2 separate regions of the Hordeum vulgare genome follow, and region 2 is linked to region 1. Evidence: chromatin contacts called from public Hi-C data. All regions are on one chromosome and are shown on one strand. Each heading gives the region's core, a stretch centred on a gene start, on an enhancer-like site or on the middle of the called end of the contact. The rest is flanking DNA. Distances are from core to core; before and after follow the strand shown.

What was found. A called contact is a pair of places that touch in the nucleus more often than the background predicts.
Region 2: a contact with region 1 is called in a Hi-C map of leaf, with 4 times the contacts expected there. The contact joins two enhancer-like sites. A contact is called at or near these places in 2 of 6 Hi-C or Micro-C datasets (leaf and seedling).

The regions. Positions count from the first base shown.
Region 1 is chr4H:559,758,788-559,765,826 of MorexV3_pseudomolecules_assembly, forward strand. No RefSeq gene overlaps it. Among protein-coding and RNA genes, the nearest start is that of LOC123447029, 59 kb to the left of the region's middle. Within about 2 kb of position 3,439, at least 3 of the 3 cell types and tissues checked have open chromatin away from gene starts, as enhancers often do. A contact at or near this core is called in leaf and seedling, where this site is marked.
Region 2 is chr4H:559,971,010-559,978,048 of MorexV3_pseudomolecules_assembly, forward strand. No RefSeq gene overlaps it. Among protein-coding and RNA genes, the nearest start is that of LOC123449510, 46 kb to the left of the region's middle. Within about 2 kb of position 4,417, at least 3 of the 3 cell types and tissues checked have open chromatin away from gene starts, as enhancers often do. A contact at or near this core is called in leaf and seedling, where this site is marked.

The sequences.
Region 1 (7,039 bases), core at 2,189-4,688:
ATCCACAAGGTTTTTTGGAATACCACATTTTTTGGAACTTGTGAACCTTTTCAAATTCCAGGACTTTCTTAAAATGGTGGATTTTTTTTAATCCCGTGAACTTCTTTTGAGCTCGAGAAATGTTTGAGTTCATGAACTTGTTTTAAATCTGTTAAGTTTTCTTGAACCTCTGATTTGTTCTGAAACCTATGAACATTAGTTTTGAAATTTATATTTTTATTTAATACTTCTAATATGTTAAAATAAGTGTCTCAACCTTAATACAACTTTGTAGTAAAGTTGGTATAATTTTTTTAAAAGTTAGCAGGAGAGCTGTTAAGATTTCATTCAGAAGAAGTACGCCGACGGTGAGAACTGTTTGGTTTATCGAAGGAAATTGGACGAAAACCTCTACAATAGGCAACCACACCTAGCTAAAGTAGAATATGACGCACATGACATATATGGTCGCGGGTAAAACAAAACTAGAAGAATGGAGTACACTGCACTCATTGTAGTGTCATCGTATATCATCCATCGCGCTTGCGACCTGACGACTTCGACTTCACTGCAAGAACATTGAAGGACACCCGCATCGAGCATGTTTGCCACAAGTGTGTTCTTCAACTTCATCGACCTCAGAGCAAGAAGACATGTACGAAAGGAGGCAAACATGTGCCGCTCCAATCCTGAGAGGAGGACGAATAAACTTGTCCGACTTACACTTCATGTCAAGTGTGTTCATGCTGCCAACACCACCGTGCAACAGTCATCCTTGGGCAAGTGCCAAAGCCCGACCATCCACACCACCTCTAACCAAGTGTGCTTCACCTGGAACCTCTCCAAAACAATGCTTCCAACAAAGTAAGGCAGCCAAGCATACCCCATTGTCGATCCGACAAGGCGGATCTAGGTATTCACCCGGAGAAAGGATCACAAAGGCAGAAGACGGTGGATCTCCTCGGTGATGCCTTCAAGAAGGGAAACATCATCCGCAGATGTTGCCATAACCGGCATCAAGCAAGATTTTCATCTGGAGAATCCACACGCAACCACACTACCAAGAGCCGACCACACCGCACCCAACTCCACGCAGCCCCAGCACCCTTGCACCTTTCACCGCCGGACCGTAAGCACCAACGCATGCCTGAACATGCCCGGATAGGGCATGCCCGCCCGCCCGCAGCCGCCACTGCGCGAGCCCCCGCGTGGGACTCCACCGCACAGGCAGGAAGGCGCAGATCCGCCTTCCCAGCCTCACCAGCCCGCGTCAGGCTCGGAAGAACCCAGATCGGGGCCCTCCAGGGCACATCCGCAGTTGTGTGCCCACCGGAAGAAGGCAGAGGCGGCGCGGCCTCGAGCGCGAGCGCCCCACCTCGGCCAACTACCGCCGCCACCCGCCTCAGCTAAAGACATCCTTAGATATGCCCGTCCGCCGCCAAGGGAGGTCGGACTTTTGAGATACGCGACGCGGCCAGAGAAAACGCCGTGCCGCCGAGCGCTTCCTTTGAATTTTGTTTTTATTTTATATTTTGCACGCGTTTTTGGCTTTTAAGTTTTTTTTAAACTTGATGTTCTGGTTTTTCATCGGTCTTTCTTAGCTTTTTGACGAAAAAATCAGATTTTTTTCACGAAAAATATGTTTTTTGTTTTGTTTCTGCGAGAGACACGGTTTTACCTTCGCGAGAGGCATGATTTGTCTTTCGCGAGAGGCACGATTTTACCTTCACGAGAGGTACGACCGTTCCTCTTGGAAAGGAAAACAATGTGTTTTCCCATTTTTTCGCGAGAGGCACGGTTTGGCCTTCGTGAGAGGCACGCCCGTGCCTTTCGGAAAGGAAAACACGTTTTTCGTGAGAGGCATAATTTTACCTTTGTGAGAGGCACGGTCGTGCCTCTTTGAAGGGGGAAGAACCTGTTTTCTGGTTTTTCCTATCACGAGTGACACGGTTTTTTTCGTAAAAGAAGTCCGTCAAAATCTATCGACATAGGATCTAGATTTGAATATCTCAACGCGAGAAATCCAACGGTGAAAACAGTTTGACATTTGAATGCACGGTTTAGAAGATAAAACATTTTAAAAATACGCATCTACGAAAAAAGTGAAAACTGTAAGGTTGCAACAAGTGACACGCATTCAGTGTGCCACTTGTTGTAACTTGAAAAGGTGTGTGTGATCTTTAAAACATATATTTCTTAATTAGTGATTTTGTGAGACCGCTCAACATTTTCTCATGCACGAACGGATAAGCGCTCGCATTCATATTAGGCCAGCCCACGACACGGGGTACATAAGCACCGGGAAGATGTTCGGGCGGAGCTTCTATTCAGCGCCTTAAGCGTACAGTGAGGGAGAGCAAGAGGTATGGGCCGGCCCGCAAAGTATTCTGCGGATTCCGCTTTTGGGAACTTTCTAAAAGGTTCCTCGCCAGTTTTGCAAACCATCTAGAAGGTTGGTTTTTTTGTAGTTTCTAGTTTTTATTTTAGTTTCCCCTTTTTCCATTTTATCATTATTTTTCTCAAAATGCTTCGAATTTTCAATATTGTAAAGAATTCAAAAAAGTGATCCTATTTTTCAAAAAAAAAATCACAATTCAAAAAAAAGCCTTAAACCATTTTTGAATTTCAAAAAGATTTCTTGGTTTTTAAAAATACCATGGTATTTAAATTATTTTTTTTACCAATAAATAATTCACCGAAGTTAAAAAAATTGTCATAGTTTTGAAAATGTATAGGAATGTTCAGAAAAAAAATGTTTTCAGAAAATGTTCAAAAAAATAAAAAAAAACTCGCAATTTTATTTGATGTGTCAAAATTATTCACTCTTTTTCAAGAAAACTCATTTTTTTAAAATTATTTGTGCTTTTTCAGAAAACTTCGAATTTTCAAAAGTTATTTTGCTTGTACAAAGATATTAGAAATTCATAAAATCATAATTTCAAACTTGTTCACAACTTGAAAAAGTCTTCATTTTTCAAAAATTGTTCATGCATTCAAAGAAATCCATGTTCAGTAAGTTTTTTTATTTTCAAACTTTTTTATCTTTTAAACATCCTTTACAATTTCCAAGGAATTTTCCAAACTTATCTTAAAAAGTTTTCAAATGTGTCGCTAGTTTTTCTTATAATTTTGCGCTGGTTTGATAACGTGCACTCGCTAACTCCGTTAGCTATCAAATACCCTTTCACGAGCGTGAGTATTGGGTTCCATCCTCTATGCATTTTTGTGACTTTACTTCACATCAATATGATGTGCTCGCCCAACATCGCCAATGGGCCAGCCCACTCGGGGCACGTACATTGTGCGAGTAAAATGACCGTTATGCGAATCGACGTCAATTCGTTTCAGGCTGCGACATATAGGAGGACCCTGTTTTTCAGGTGGGTTGGTAAGTAGTTGGGCCTCCAAGCAGGCACAGAGAGGCCGACAGCGGCGGTCATCGTGCGGAATCGTGCGATCTAAGGCCCGTACAATGCAAGTATTCTGATTTCTTTACGGGAGTAGCAGCCCAGCCCATGTAGCACTCCTCTGTTTGCTAATGTAGCCCATGCGGAGTTTAGAACCCTAACAGCCGCAAACACCCAATAATGCAGTTCCAACAATTAAAAACGATAGTTACTTGAGATGGCCGAAAAGATGCACGGTTATAACACTTCTAAACTTTAGGACAAAAAAAAAATCAAAAGCAGTATCATATCTGGATCGACAACTTTATGGAAATAATTATTCACACACGAAATGTTCAAGCAAGAAGAAAGATAGTCTAATCAGGATGACCATAATATAGCTCGAAAGTCGCTACAGCTTGTTCCAAGTCGTTATGGTTGGCTTTTGGAGCCCCAGGCTATGTAAAACATTATATTGTTGAGTAACAAAATCTGGGTGTAAACAATGAACGTATCCTTTCCTCCTCCGCAACAAACTACTCTTAGGCGACTAGGATTTTCCCTTCTCCCATCGGTGGCTCCGCGGTCTTCCTCGCCTCCCATGGCCTTTGGGCCATGGAGGTGCGAACGACCACTCATTCGACGTCTTGGTTAGGATTGTGTGGAGTCGATGATGTCTCCTGCGAGAAACGATGTCCCTCATGTCTGATCCCCGTCTGATGATGCGTGTAGCATCATCGGAGGGGGTGTGGTGGTGTGTCTTTGTCGGATCTTGCGGGATTCAATTGATGTTAGTCTTTGGTGGATTTATTTAGATCTGGTCTTCGTTGTGTATTGTTTACAAGTTTGTCCTTTCAGTCAACATTTATCTTAATTTTTTCCTTATTGGTGGAGAGGAAGAGAGGGAAAGAGAAGAAAAAATGAAGAAAAGAAAAAAGGTGGTCTGGGATAGCACCGCGTCCTATGTGACGGATTGATCGGACAAGTGCAAGGAGTCCATGACGATTCTCTTGTCGACTCTGGAGGAACCAAGGGGGAAGGTGAAACCCTCGCATCTGGAAGGATTTGAGATCCACACAGAAACAGGTTTGAGCGATTCCCTCCTTGATAAGGTAAAGGTTGATTTGTTCTCTAACAAGGAAAGAAACATCTCTCGAGAGATTGAGGACCTCTGTGCTTTTAGATGAAAGGGTGAAATTAGGAGATCGAAATTTATACCTAGTCTCCCCTAATAATAAAGCGCTTAGTGTTTCTGCCGTGCGTCGTCGGCCATTTTGCAGAAAAACCCTTGCGTTTTTCACAAATCAACCCACAGTCCGGATATAAGTGACAAGCACGAACCGTTTTTTTGTTGTCTTGCAGAAAGACCCTTATGTTTTCATGAAATCAACCCGCAATCCGTTTTGTCCGCATTTTACAGAAAAAACCCTAACTTTTACGATATTATACGTACGTATGTCCCGTTGCACGCAAGTTACTGATGTGAATCATCATGCATGATTTTTTTAACATTGTGAATCATTTAGGCCATCAAATTGTTAGTCCTGCGATATACTTCTATTTTGTTCCTCCGATGCTTCTCTGAGGTGTAAATACCTTTAATTTTCACATATTAAAAACAATGTCCGTGAATTTAGAAAATAGATTACTGATTTATAAAAATGTTTGTTTATTCAGAAAAATTTCATGCGCTTCAGAAAATGTTCGTGAATTTAAAAAAAATCCTCCAATTTCAGAAAATATATTCGTCTATGCTAGAATTGTTCAAGTGTGGAGAAAATAAAATACTTAAAACCCGTTTAAAATAAAAAAACATGATTTTTTGTAAATGTTTGTGCCGGGTGGATTGGATTATTATTGTATGTTTTCTATAAAATATTCTTGAAATTCAGAACAATTCTTTCAATTGCCAAGATTTTTTACAAACATGATATTTTTTAAAAAAAATGTAAAGCTTGCTTCAACTTGTGAATAAATTTAAAAGAAGAAATATTTTCTTGCATTTATGTATAAAATTTCAAAATCAAGTGATGATGTGTGAACGTAATGTGATCATCATCATTGGAGATTATAATTTTTTTTTCTTCCGTTGCAACGCACGGGCCCTTTTGCTATAGTAAGCAATTTACCAAGCGCAGGGTGACACACTCGGCACAATAATAATTTATGTGCATTTTCGTAGGCATTTTGTAAATAACTAGCAAAAGGGTCCGTGCGTTGCAACGGGAGAAAAAATACCACACGCTTTTAATATTTTTATAATCATTTTGATTTATCTTTACCTACTAATAAAGCAAATAATGCTTCTGTCGTACGTCATAAATATTACCCCTAAAGTTGCTTAAAATTACCCACTATGCCATCCATAAGTAAAAAAAAAGTTCCTTTTTTATCACAAATCGCTCCGCCATGTATTGGTTTATAAGATGTTGAATCGCAATTTGGCAACTAAGCTGTCCTAGTGTAGTGGCTTGGGCGCGCCCCTTCTTCCCGGAACACCCGGGTTCGAGTACTGTTCTAGCATATTTTTTTCCTTTTTTGTTTACCTTTTTTTCTTTTCTTCTATCAGGCTAATTCAAATCAAGCAATTTTTTTTCCTTTTTTGTTTACCTTTTCTAGCATACTTTTTTCTTTTTTTTTACCTTTTCTTCTTTTCTTCTATTAGGCTGATCCAAATCAAGCAATTTTCATTTATTTTTTTCTCTTTTTTGTTTACCTTTTCTTCTTTTGTTCTACCGGGTTGATTCAAATCAAAGCAATTTTTGCTTTCTTATTTTCGTTTATCTTTTCTTCTTTTTTTTTATCAGACTGATTTAAATCAAGTGATAGGAATTGGGAGGAGAAATAAAATGGATTATTTTTTAAAGAGGCCAACTATCTATGATAGGTTGTCAAATTGTATACCACTAACTAGACCGCGAACAATTATTTTTGTCCCAATGACCTCTGGGTTAGTTCATCTTGATTTCTTTCACTCACGTACGACAGTATGCATGCGAGCACAGCGACGCCCGACGTACACAATATCGGTCAGATATGCATACAGAGCGGTTGCTGAATTTTGAATCTATTTTATGCTCCCATGTGACATTTGGCGAGTGGAAATCTTGAATTGCACTTTTGTAGGGTAAGTTCATCTTTGTTTGTGTCGTAACTAAAAAATCTCAGATTATACATCATTTTTTATAAATTAAAAGCGTGTAACATTTTTTCTTCCGTTGCAACGCACGGGCCCTTTTGCTAGTATGGGTAACATTCCGTCAAAATCTAGTTTTTTCAGAGTTACTAGCAAAAGGACCCGTGCGTTGCAACGGGAGAAAAACAATTATAATCTCCAATGATGCTGATCATATTATATCTTTAAAATTTTAGGACATTTCTTAAAATGCATGAACATTTTTTGAATTAGCAAACATTGTTTTCAATTGCACTCAAAAAACAACACACAATTTTTTTCTTCAAAATCATGGACTTTTATTGTTTTCACCAACATTGTTCTTAAAATTATGAACATTTTTCTGAATACGCAAATATTTTTACAAAAATCCTGAGCATTTTTTGATTTCAGAAACATTTTATATTTTCTTCAAACTTTTATTTCAAAATTCTCAGTTTTATAAATTGCAAAAGTTTTTCAAAGTTCTAAATTATTTAAATTAAAAATGGAACAGAAA
Region 2 (7,039 bases), core at 3,167-5,666, 210 kb after region 1:
CGGTATCCGCATACCTATTTCAATGTAGTTACCAGCAAGTCTATTTACTCATTCCGTAATACAAGATGCCATGACTTACATTTAGTCACATTGCTTGCAAGACTTGTGTGTGATGTTGTATTAACGAGTGGGCCCCGAGATACCTCTCCGTCACACGGAGTGAAAAATCCCAGTCTTGATCCATACTAACCCAACGGACACCTTCGGAGATACCTGTAGAGCACCTTTATAGTTACCCAGTTACGTTGCGACGTTTGATCCACACAAGGTATTCCTCCGGTGCCAGTGAGTTATATGATCTCATGGTCATAGGAACAAATACTTGACACGCAGAAAACAATAGCAATAAAACGACATGATCAATATGCTACGTTCATAGTTTGGGTCTTGTCCATCACATGATTCTCCTAATTATGTGATCCCGTTATCAAGTGATAATACTTGCCTATGGCGAGGAAACCATGACCATCTTTGATCAACGAACTTGTCAACTAGAGGCTCACTAGGGACAGTGTGTTGTCTATGTATCCACAAATGTATTTGAGTTTCCAATCAATACAATTCTAGCATGGATAATAAACGATTATTATGAACAAGGAAATATAATAATAACTAATTTATTATTGCCTCTAAGGCATATTTCCAACAATTGGCTCCTACACATTTTACGAAGATCTCTATAAGTTGAACCTCTATGTCTAGGATTCAGTTAATCTCGTATATTGTTCCCTTTGTCCTTCGGTATGTTACTTGCCCGAGATTCGGTCCTCGGTATCTCCATACCTAGTTCAATATCGTTATTGGCAAGTCTCTTTACTCGTTCCGTAATACAAGAGCCCATAACTAACTCCTTAGTCACATAGCTTGCAAGGCTTGTTGTGATGTTGTATTACCGAGTGGGCCCCGAGATACCTCTCCGTCACACGGAGTGAGAAATACCAGTCTTGATCCTTGCCAGCCCAACAGACACCTTTGGAGATACCTCTAGAGCACCTTTATAGTCACCCACTAACGTTCGACGTTTGATACACACAAGGTATTCCTCCGGTGTCCGGGAGTTGCATGATCTCATGGTCATAGGAACACATACATTGACATGCAGAAAAACAGTAGCAATAAACTGACACGATCATATGCTACGTTTATAGTTTGGGTCTTGTCCATCACATCATTCTCCTAACGATGTGATCCCGTTATCAAGTGACAACACTTGCCTATGGCCAGGAAACGAGCTAGTCAACTAGAGGCTCACGAGGGACGGTGTGTTGTCTATCTATCCACACATTTATTTGAGTTTCCAATCAATACATTTTTAGCATGGATAATAAACGATTATCATGAAGAAGGAAATATAATATTAACCAATTTGTTATTTCCTCTTGGGCATATTTCCATAGTGACACCCGAGGTAATTCTCGCACAGGGACACAAATGCGTCTAGGTACGAGACAACACTGGGGGAAAGGTAGTGGAGCCGAGCCCCGAAGAAACCAAGAAACGCTCGGAAAAAATGATGTGGAGGCAAAGAAAAACCTCTCTCGATGTGGGTGACCAGGAGCACTCGCTCGTCGTTCTGAGGTACTCGTTCTAACTCGCCATCCTCGGGCAGTCGCCAGCTCCCCTGTGCGACCACGCCTTCACCCTCCAGCTCCAGCAGCCACCCCTCCAAGACTCGGGACGACATCCAGTCGCCGTGGATCCATCCTCGTGGTTGCCCTCCAGCGCTCGAAGAAGATCCATGTGTCCCTTTCTTGGCCCGCTCAGCCTTCGATGTCGCTCCCTTCACCATGCTAGGCTGCGGAGAAGTCGGGGCTGGGAATCGTTAGGGGCAGCCGGCGGTTCTTCGCGTTGGTGGCAAGAGTAGGAAGCAGAGATGGAAAGGACTTGATTCTGAGGCACGGTCTCCTCTCCCTTCCACCTCGCTACTTAAATACCTAACAGGGAGATTCCATATCGAGTACATCCCCGGCCGAGGAAGATCTATAGTATCCCGAGGATGGGGTGCACTGTAGCATGACAGCGACATCACACGCATGGAAATCGGGGCGTCATCCCACTACTTCCACTACCGGCGTCTCCGCCGAAACCGCCGCCCCCGCGCGCGTTCCCTCAGTTCCAAAGCTGCGAAAAAATCGTCCCGCCTCATATCCCGAATGGATTCCGTATCCACGACGTGTGACGAGGTGTGCCGAATGTTCTTTTCGCCCCCCCCCCACGGGACCCTGATCATCCGGGAAACCAATGAGGACGACCTGATCGTCCTTGCCTCAATGCAAGTGGGGATCCGTCACAACTCGCCGATTGAGCACACATAGTTCAGAGCTCTCGTTCGCCCAACTCGTGGGATCTATCTCCCCAAAAGATAATCGGTCACTACCGACTGTGGGCATACATGTATGACCAGGTAGTCGGAATTCGTCACTCTTGAATCCGTGTAGGTTTGCCGAGAGTCTGAATGAAGCAGCCCCGAGCTACAACCCAAGAATCTCCAAAATGTTGGAGACATCGAAGGAAGTCATTCACTCGGTCTCCAAAACCTCAACCGATTCGGGGGCTACTGATGGGGTTGTACATTACGGGTAGGCCTACGGACCTGCTTCCCTAGGCCCACCTAGGACCCCTTACAGACATCAGTGTCCTTAAAGTCACCGGTGTAGTATCGACCTCACTCGATACAACATATCGTCACTCGGCGTGCGTGGAGTCACTCGGATCACCTTGTATCAGTCGGATGCATCCTCGCACTCGGACCACAGCAAGGTGAAGGCACCGAAAAGGCTGCAACGGCTAAGGACTTAATCCATCACATGAAGTGCACTGAAGACCCATGTTACGAGTAACGCCGAGAGTTATAGCTGTCGTTTCTAGTAACTTTCCTATTTATTAGCATCATCTCACCTTGTAATGAAGCTCGGTCTGTCATGACATGTACTATATAAGCCACTCCCGGGCTCGAGCTCAAGGGTTCATCACCTTGTAATCTTACCTACCCCATAAGAAAACATCAGCCTCAGGGCTCGAGACGTAGGGATGTTACCACTTCCGAGTGGGGCCTGAACTCGTACATCCGAGTGCATCCGTTGCGCCTAATTAGACTTCGCTCCTTCGTTCGTACCCCTAGGTACTATTGTGAGGATAATTCCCATGACAGTTGGCGTTGCGACTTGTGTAGCGACGATGATGATGGCGTTCGGAGCTGAGGCGCAGTTTGTCCTTCTGATGTCGACGGTCGGTCCTGTTCGCCAACAAGTGTGCCTATGCTTGTTACTCATTGTGAGTGAGAAGGATAATGAATTGGACTCCGCGTTTTAAAAAAAACTAACCAGAACATCGGCAAAAGGATAATAATTTCTTGAATGATTTTACTATTACCTTTTCTGTTCATCCCGGAGCAAACTCTCCTTGAAAGCCAAGACGCTAGACTTGCTCTGATCTAATTAACCGGATAACTATGCATCCCATCCCATGGCAATTACATCTCCGTTATAGTAGTGTTGCAGCCACAGAGAATCAGATGTTTCCATTATTCCTGACAGCTCAAGAGAAAAGAATACTGCGCTGCTCTGAGCCCGGTGATTCTTAAATTCTGCAAGTTCCTGAATTTCTTAAACGGACTAGCTAGCTGCTGTGTGCTGCTGAAGTCCTTCTAACCCCGTCGCGATTAAAACTCTGGATAGAAAAGCCATGGCCCTCCCCCTCCGCTCCATTTGGCCTAATCTAAATGTATATATTCCCTTTCTAACGTGTCCCATTCTTTGGACAAGGTCTCCCATCAGCTTCTGATTGAGTGGTACATGACGGTGTTTTTGTTTATGGAACGGTGACAGTCAGTGATGGTACGCTTATTCCAGAAACAATATTATACCCTTCTCGACGCACATAGTATTGTTTTCTACGATATCCCTATCCACGAACCCCAATTTCTTCCTGTACCAACTAACTGCACGCGTTTTTTCTATTGCCACTGCGTCATGGGGCCAAGTTTTTCTTGTCAGAGTAGACATGGTAAACGATCGCCAGAACTAGTCCTCCCCTGGCGTGGCAGCGTCCCTGTGCCAAGCCCCCTCGATCTGGAGGCGCATTCCTGTACAAACTTGGCAGCGATTTCATTGCTGCTCCGTATATGCCATCGATCGACCGAGCAGTACTACAGGACCACAGCATACATGTATACACGAATGTACTACCTTCCTTCTTAAATATAAGTTTTTTTAAAAATTTCATTAATGAATTACATGTGAATATTTATAAACATATTTTAAAATATAAATTCATTCATTTTACTTCGTGTATCGAACGTAATGAAATCTCTAAAAAAAATTATATTTAAAAATAGGAAGAGTACTCTGCATGGTTGGAGTATGGACTAGGCCAACCGTGCAGATCAATGCGAAATGAGATGGTTGGTGGCCTGGCGCAAAGAGGACCACTTATATTTTAAAAATTAAAATCGTGCGCGTCTACGTGCCACCGAGGCACGGAACCGGATAGCAAATTTGTGTACAAAAATGTCCAGCGGCCAAGACAGTGTGCATGCAGTGTGAGCGTGACAAATTATCCATGTGCCGATAGAGCTGTGCGTCTCCCCGCAAAAAAAAAAAAAAAAGAGCCGTGCATCCACGCTAACAGCGGCTTTTGCACGGGGTCATCAATAACAGCCTGATCCAGAAACGTTAGATCTACATTTCAGAGCTCTCTCTGGGACCGAGCCAATCCGCTCGAAAAATAACACTCCCTCTGTCCCATAATTTTTATAGTTTGTTTAAAAATAAATGTATAAATATAGTAAAACATGACTAGATGCATTTATATCTAGATAAATCTAAGACAAGAATTTTAAGACGTTGGGAGTACGTAGTAATCATGATCCAAGCTGTGCTACGTTTCTATCATGAGAAACCATGGTCCCTCTCTATCTGTATACGTGTCGTTTGGGATCGAGGCCTGACCCGTTCCCAGACGAATAGTGTACCCATGCATTTTCTTGGGGTCCGGTTTGGATTTGGATCTGGTGTCTCGGCTTACAAATGGGTTGGGGATCGGAACCGGGAATTACTTCTCGGATCCAACAATGCATCCACGAACCAGTTCATGCTCCATGATACCTAGCTCAGTAAACTACTGCTACTTGCACACTCTATACAAGATAAACAAAACGGAAAGTGTGTAGTGGTTAAGCGAAACCACTTGCGGCGCGTAGCGACGTACGCGCTACATGTTCGCTTGCGATTGGATAAGCAGGAATCACCCCACTCGTAGATGAAAATGGTAGTTTAGGACCGGTTGTTGATATATACAAAATTGCTGTCAATCAAGCAGGAATCAGCAAGCTTGCCCGTTAAAAAAGCAGCAAGCTAGCTTCTAGTTTAGCTTGCGTAGGGCACACACGAGAAAGAGAAAGAGAAATGCATCGATCGATTGCCTTGAGACTCGGACTATTACATCATCATCACGCGCGCATGTCTACCACCTCCTCTATCTAGCACTCTCCACATTTCCAGCCATAGCTAGCTTAGCTTAGTTAGTTGTACGCACTCTAGTGCATTACTAGTGCTACTCATCTATAATCAACAGGTTAAGCGAGTTTCCTGGGCATCTATAAGCACCGTTTTGGAGTATTCTATATCGTCAGCCCCTTTATCTGCCTTGGATGCGTGCGGTGTTGAATTGTATGCTTTTTTATATGTGCTTTGTTGTTTTATTTATAAAACGGGACGGAACACTTTTTCGAGATGGCATTGCAAAGAGTCGAAAACAACCCTTTTGTTTTGAGAATCTGGTGCCGGTCAGGTGGCCCTGCCTGCGGTGCATGCATGCGATGCCTGCGGGACGGAAAAGGTGGCAGCGTCTACTCCCTTAATTCCCGGGTAATCACGGATCCAGTCTCCTCCTCTCTCACCGTGAGCTAATTTGGATCGATGCGCGCCAGCAACAGCGATTAGGGTTAAGACTTGACTTGGTCACCCGGCAGCACTAGCTTTATCATTACTGCATCCATGCGTTCTGCTGGCCGATACACAGTTCTTTACTACGAGCCTGAATCTATCCATCACTCTGGCCTCTGGGCATTTGCGTTTCGGTGTGTTGATGAGGACTGGGTAGTACTGGATAGACCTGACAGTTTCGCACGGCTCGAGATGGGGTCGCGGCCGTGTCCGTCCTCGTGCGCTCATACGCCCATCTGTATAGGCTCCTCTTCTAGCACGGCGACGGCGAGCCTACCACCAGACGCTACTTGTTCCCGTGCAGACAGTAGCGACACCGCCAGAATCTTGGCTGCTCCTGCGCGCGAAGACCATATCTCAAATTTTTTAGACCATATCTCAGCTTATTTTTCTACGGGGTAAAAGGGACTTCATTGCTCAACTATTGAAGAATTCGTTCCTACTACAAAGCAGATGAACGGCTGCAGGTCTAGATCGCAACCAAATTGGATCGGCCGGAAGCAGCAAGGGTGTGGCTAACAGAGGGTTTGGTTTTGACTTACATGAGCAATAGAGATATCCCTTTCATCAAAGATCCTCTTAATATCCTGAACTATCATTCTATGTATGTGACTATCTGTCAGCGGCGGACGAATTGATCAACTTGACCGCATCCATGCAGTCCATCTCGATATTCATTGGGTAAGTAGACCATTATAGAGCAAGGCTTAAACCCTCCCGTTTGATGATATCTGCTGTTGCAAAATGGTTGAGTCATCGAAGTGACTCGGCATAGCTGATTAGAAATCTGCAACAGGCTTCAGTTGTAGGTGGTAGCTTATGGTGTATTCTCTCCATTTTTTTTAATACAAATCCATTACAAAAATTATAATTTGCAGCTATATAAGGCAATTAACATTAATCAAGGTAAAAATGATGGGGTTTGGATCATACCAGCAATCAAGGACATTAATATCATTTGCATGCATGCGAGGATGAGAAGGTTGGTTTGCACAAGTGCTGTATTAATCGCCCAATGAGGAGTGAGAGGGTTGGCTGTGTTGTGGGTTGGACAAAAAATCACATTAATTAACTCATCCAACAAGAACTAAAGC